2 separate regions of the Gossypium hirsutum genome follow, and region 1 is linked to region 2. The links are chromatin contacts, called in public Hi-C maps. All regions are on one chromosome and are shown on one strand. Each heading gives the region's core, a stretch centred on a gene start, on an enhancer-like site or on the middle of the called end of the contact. The rest is flanking DNA. Distances are from core to core; before and after follow the strand shown.

Region 1 (2,965 bases), core at 417-2,916, 47 kb after region 2:
ATACAATTAGTCCATATTTTTTTTTCATTTTGAGCAATTTAATTTTTTTTCTTTTATGTTCTTTGAACTTTCCTCTTTTTTTTTTCATTTTCTTCTCCTTTTCTTTTTAGTGTAGTTTTTCTATGTTTATTTCTTTATTTTTCACATGATGTGAATAATAATGTAGTTTTTCTTTGAACTAGTCTCTATACTTTTATTTTTTTGAACAATTTAATTTTTTATTTTTATTTCTTTATTTTCCTTTCTTTTTCCCATTTATTTTTCTCTCTTCTCATATTTTTTACTGCAGAAACATTATCTTTGCCCACCAAATAAACCAAGTCTTATTTTTTCACATGATTCCTAAAGTGAATTTCACTCAAAACCGAATATCAATGATTCTTAATCAAATCTCAATTTAAATAAAACCTAATTTTGAAACTAAAATTGGATCTAACTAATCGATATAAAAAACCATATTCTTAATCAAATCTAAACATAAATTGAATTCTTTATATTCAAAATAATTTTTTTTGTTTCCAAACTTTTACAGAATCGCGTAGATTAATCATTTCTTTTTCTTTTATTTTCTAACGAATAAAATCAAGCAAATGATAAAATTGATCTAAACTTTCTTGGATATTCCCAAGCAAGCTTGATTGAAGCCGAGCATGGATGAACCAAAGAGAGAAAGAGAGCATGGAACCAAATTGGTTTGGGTAAAGTTGAAGGTCCATTTTGTGTTTTTGTTGTTTTAGTCATTGAGAGTGTAAAGCTTGTTTGAAGAATCCGTAAAGCAATGTAGTTCCGAGAGGACGAGAATGTTGTAGGTAAGATAGATAAAGTGGTCGGGGGGGCTGGTTAGGAGTTTAAGGGAACGAGCTCGGGAAACTTTATTAAAGGTGGACTGTCATAAGTTACGATTGATGAGGTTTTTGAATGAGGCGAGCTTATGGACTTAGTTATTGAGAAATTCAAATTGGTTTGTTAAAGCAATGATAAACGATGAAGGTTTGTAATTATGGGGTGAGAATATGCAAAGCAAGTTTTATTTTGGTTTTTGCTTTCGCCGTTCCTTTTTTCATAAACATAAAAAAGTTTTAACAAATGAAAAATATAGAAAAACTACGTTAAAAAAGACGGGGAAAGGAGGAAAATAGAGAGAGAAGCAGAAAAGAATGGAGGAAAAAAAGAAAGTTAAAAGAACATAAAAGAAAAAAATTAAATTGCTCCAAACGAAAAAATATGGGGACCAATTGTATAATTTAATCTAAATTTTTTGTTTGAAATGATAATTTAACGTATCATATCAGCTTATCATTCACCATTAACACAATTAATGGTTGAGTTACTAAAATGTTACAATATATTAACATAAATAACTAAAACATAATATTTCAAATATAAATAACTAAAATATAATATAAAGTAAAAAAAATGACTATTTTAATTTTTTACCCTTAAATTAATTAAATCCAACACATTTGCAATCGCAAGGAAAAGAAAATTGGGAAGTGGGCGCAGCACATGGTAATAGGAGCGAATGTAGAGTAAGAAAACCCCGCATAATATTTACTAACCAATTCGGCAGTACAATTTCTTACAATGCCGTATTTTCTGACAGATCATAGAAAAAAAAACCAAAAATCTAGAAAAAAAAAAGAAAAAAAATTAAATATTAACAAATTCCAAAATTTAAAAAGAAAATTAAAAAGAATAAAAAAATAGCGACGCCGACGACCCAACCAAATACAGCAGAAACTCAGCTCATTATTTGTTCGACTTTTCTTTGCTGTCTCTAGAAGACCAAAATTCCACCCGCTAATTTTTCTCTCTGTTTCAGCATCTGGTAAAACTTTTTATTAAGCTCCTTGATCTCTTTTTTTCTTCAATATATTCTGCTTTAGATTATGATAACTCTAGACTTGTTGATCGATTGTCTTCTCTCTTTTTCTTTTTCATTTTTCTTTGGTTAGATTTTTTTTTTGGCAGTAAGTCAAAGGTGGGTACTTTTCGTTTGATTGAATTTTGAAGCTTTTCAGCTTCATTTTCGTTTTGATGTATTTTTTTCTTCTTTTGCTTTCTGGGTTTCGTTTTGTTTGGTTGTTTTTTTTTATTGTGTGGTATAGTTCTTTTTATGGCATCAGAAGTGAACTTTTGCTGGGGATTTGTTTGAATTTCTTAATTTCCATATTTGAGTGTATACTTTTGTTTGTGATGGGAATTTCTCAAATTGTGCTTATTGGTATGATTAGATCTTAATTGGTGTTTTGCAAATGTCAAGAGTTGAGGATAAAGTCTATGTTTTTAATGATCTAGGAAGTAATATTTATATTTGATGTTCTAAGATGAACTTTATTGCATGTTCAAGTAAAATTTATGTTCTATGAAGGGGAGTAATGTTGTTTAAATATACATCTTTTGGTTAGAATTTTTTGATTGAGAGGAAGATAGAATGTCTGGCGGAGGCACACAAAATAGCTTGAGGAAAGCACTCGGAGCCATCAAAGATACCACCACCGTTTCATTGGCTAAAGTCAATAGTGATTATAAGGTGGATTTTAGTAACAATAACCATCAAGATGGTTATTTCAACCATGGGTGATCCTTTGATTATGGATTTTTGCATTTTGCAGGAATTGGATATTGCTATAGTAAAGGCCACAAATCATTATGAACGCCCAGCAAGGGAGAAAAACATTAGAGGTGTGTACTGGGTTTTTGTTTTGCATTTTTTTATCCTTTCTAAGGTGGATGGTGATGACATTATTTAATTCAAGTTTTGATCTGCTCATAGAAAGAGCACTTTATAGATGACTTATATATATAAGATTTGCTCTCTTCCCTTTGCGCAGCAATTTTCGCTGCCATTTCAGCTACTAGGCCTCGGGCTGATGTTGCCTATTGCATCCATGCTCTTGCAAGGCGGTTATCAAGGACACATAATTGGGCGGTATGTTTATATTGCCAATATGAGTTATAACAT
Region 2 (2,700 bases), core at 153-2,652:
GCATTTTTTTTGAAATTATAAAAATATCTTTTAAAATTCTTGAAATTTTAAAATGTTCATAAAGTTCTAAAAGAAATAAAAATTTGCTTAAAGTTCTAAAAAAAATCTAAAAGTGTCGATATTTTTCTATTAACTACTACAGATTACTTCACAAATTATGAGAATAATTTGCAAATATCAAATAACAATCTGAAGCATTGAGATCATTGTTTCTCCTTTTTTTTAACGTGGCTTTGCACTATTAATTTAGCAAAAACATATATTTGTTGTTTTACTATAAATTTATTTATGATAAACGAATTTCATTAATAAACAAAATAATTTTTTAAAAATCATTAGAAATAAATAAAGACCATCAAATTAGGCCTATATAGCATAAATTTATTTTTTTTCTTTTTTTTTTCTTTCTTGTAATACTGATGAAGATGACAATCTTTGAGTTAATTGGTCAAATAGTTTTTTTTTCCTGTCATGTAGTACTTATGAAGATGACAAGTCTTTTTTTCACATGATTATATATTTTTTAAATATATTTTTATAATTTTAAAATTTAAATTATGAAAACTCTTTTTAGAATTTTATTGGGATTTACTGTTAAAAATTTTTAATAGTACTAAATTGATATTTTAGCAATAGTTTAGGGACCAAATTAGCTTAACTCTATGAGTTAATGTGCCATTCCATTAGTTCGTTGGGTGATTATTTTGCAACTTTTCATTGTTTAATGATAAAAACGAAAAGTTACTAATAATTAAGTAACTAATGGTGCAACTTAACAAAATAGATTTGAGGAATAATGACTTAATGGCCCATATTGATGTCTTTACTAATTTTTTTGTAAAATTTGATATCTATTTTTTTTAGTTAAATTTGACCCTCAATCTTTTTAAAAAAGAGTTAAATTTGACTATTAACCTTTGAAAGAGAGTTGAATTGCTATTTTTTTAATGAAAATGCTAACTAAAATATTAAATTTCTAAACATGAAGGCTTGCATGGCAATCCATGTGCACTTCATGCTCTCTTTTTTTTTGAATTTTTATGAATTTTTTGTTGGAGTGATATATAAGACAAATAATGTAAAGTTAGCATGAAGTATACGTGGATTATCACGCAGGTTGCCATGGTAACATCATTAAAAGATTAATATTTTAGTTAGAATTTCTATTAAAAAAAAGTTATTGGACTCTTTTTAAAGATTAGTAACGAAATTTGGCTAAAAAAAGAAAAAGGACTAAATTGGTTATTATGTTTTTTTTCAAGAATGATGGCAATTTTTCTAAAAGACAAAGCTTGGGCTTCAAATCCAAACCCAAAAAAATCCAATTTAAAAGTAATCCCCATCCAAAGTCCCGATCCCGTCCATTTGCCAGCTCTATTGATGTATCCCTATCTTCTGGTTCTATTTATTCCTTTGTTTTATACTTGTTTTAAATGTAGTCAAGAATTTTTCACGTGGCACCTACTTGTAAGTTGTAACTTGTCTGTCTAAAAAACAAACAAAAAAAAAAACTGTTGGATCTGCTATATATCCGTGTTTCCAGCTTCGCTCGCATCACCTAATAATAATTATTTTAAAAAATTCTCTACTTTTTCGGTGGAATTCAAAAATTTTACACAAAATAAGGTTTACGAGTGATTGATTAAGAGCAATTATATAAATTTCTATAAAAAATAATTATCTAAATTTGTCACAAAATAAAATTCATATTATAACAAATAATGTATCTATACAATTTTCCTTTGGCACACCATTAATCCTCAACTCTAAAAATACATTAATTATTATCAAAACATCAATGCTAAAAATAGTGATAAATCAAAGATAATTCTCATTTAAGAACATTGTTGACACCATTTTTTTTGTAAAAACGGATCGACTTGGATTTTTGAAAACGGAAACTAACACAGGAGTTACCACCAATCATTTTTTTATGAGGCGTGGTCGGGTCACCTCGTAAAGTAGTTATTTTAATAAACAATTTGACTTATTAAAACAACAATTTTGGTCCACGAAATTCAAAAGACGGGTTCGGGAGTCGGTTACGTACGAGGAAGGATTAGCACCCTCGTAACGCTTAAAAATTGGTACCTAATTGATTAATTAGTGTCTTAATGTCGAAGATTGAAAACTTTGAAGGGTTTTTTTTAAAAAAATACGATTCTAAAAATTTTCGAATAATATGGGTTGAAATTTAGGATTCTCTTGTTCCGAAAGAATATCATACCCAGCACATTAGGATACGAAACTTTAAACCCTCAAAACCAAGATCACCTTATGGATTCCAAAACCCATACTTTGAAATTTTAAAAGGATATTTGGCTATTTGGCTAAACGAGAAATCGAAACCCAGCACGTTAGGGCACGTTTTCTCGAATTTCCAAACGCAAAGTATTGCCTTATTTGTAAAAATTTTCCTCTTTTAAATTTGAGTAAGAACTAATGAAATATATAAAGATAATATTCGTGTAACTGTGATTGTGTTAAAGGAGAATTTGTTTAAAAACAAAAAAGGGTCGTATACGATGAATAACGATAGTATAACATACATACGAGATAATTATGTCATAATATATATCATATAACATTAATACTAATAAATCTTAATGCTAATATACATGAATAATAATAATGCAAGTAATAATGTGACAATAACAATAATACCATAACAATAAACATAATACTAATTAACGAATCTAA

Evidence for each region. A called contact is a pair of places that touch in the nucleus more often than the background predicts.
Region 1: a Hi-C map of leaf shows a contact between it and region 2, with 2.3 times the contacts expected there. The contact joins the promoter of LOC107901330 here to the enhancer-like site in region 2. A contact is called at or near these places in 7 of 34 Hi-C or Micro-C datasets (cotyledon, fibers, hypocotyl and 1 more).

Annotation. Positions count from the first base shown.
Region 1 is chrD06:8,112,265-8,115,229 of Gossypium_hirsutum_v2.1, forward strand. LOC107901330 (putative clathrin assembly protein At5g35200) reads left to right here and starts at 1,667. Exons shown (of 16, transcript XM_016827279.2): 1 at 1,667-1,828; 2 at 2,409-2,533; 3 at 2,616-2,685; 4 at 2,835-2,932. The coding sequence starts at 2,435.
Region 2 is chrD06:8,065,044-8,067,743 of Gossypium_hirsutum_v2.1, forward strand. No RefSeq gene overlaps it. Among protein-coding and RNA genes, the nearest start is that of LOC107899997, 18 kb to the right of the region's middle. Within about 2 kb of position 1,403, at least 2 of the 9 cell types and tissues checked have an H3K27ac peak or open chromatin away from gene starts, as enhancers often do. A contact at or near this core is called in leaf, where this site is marked.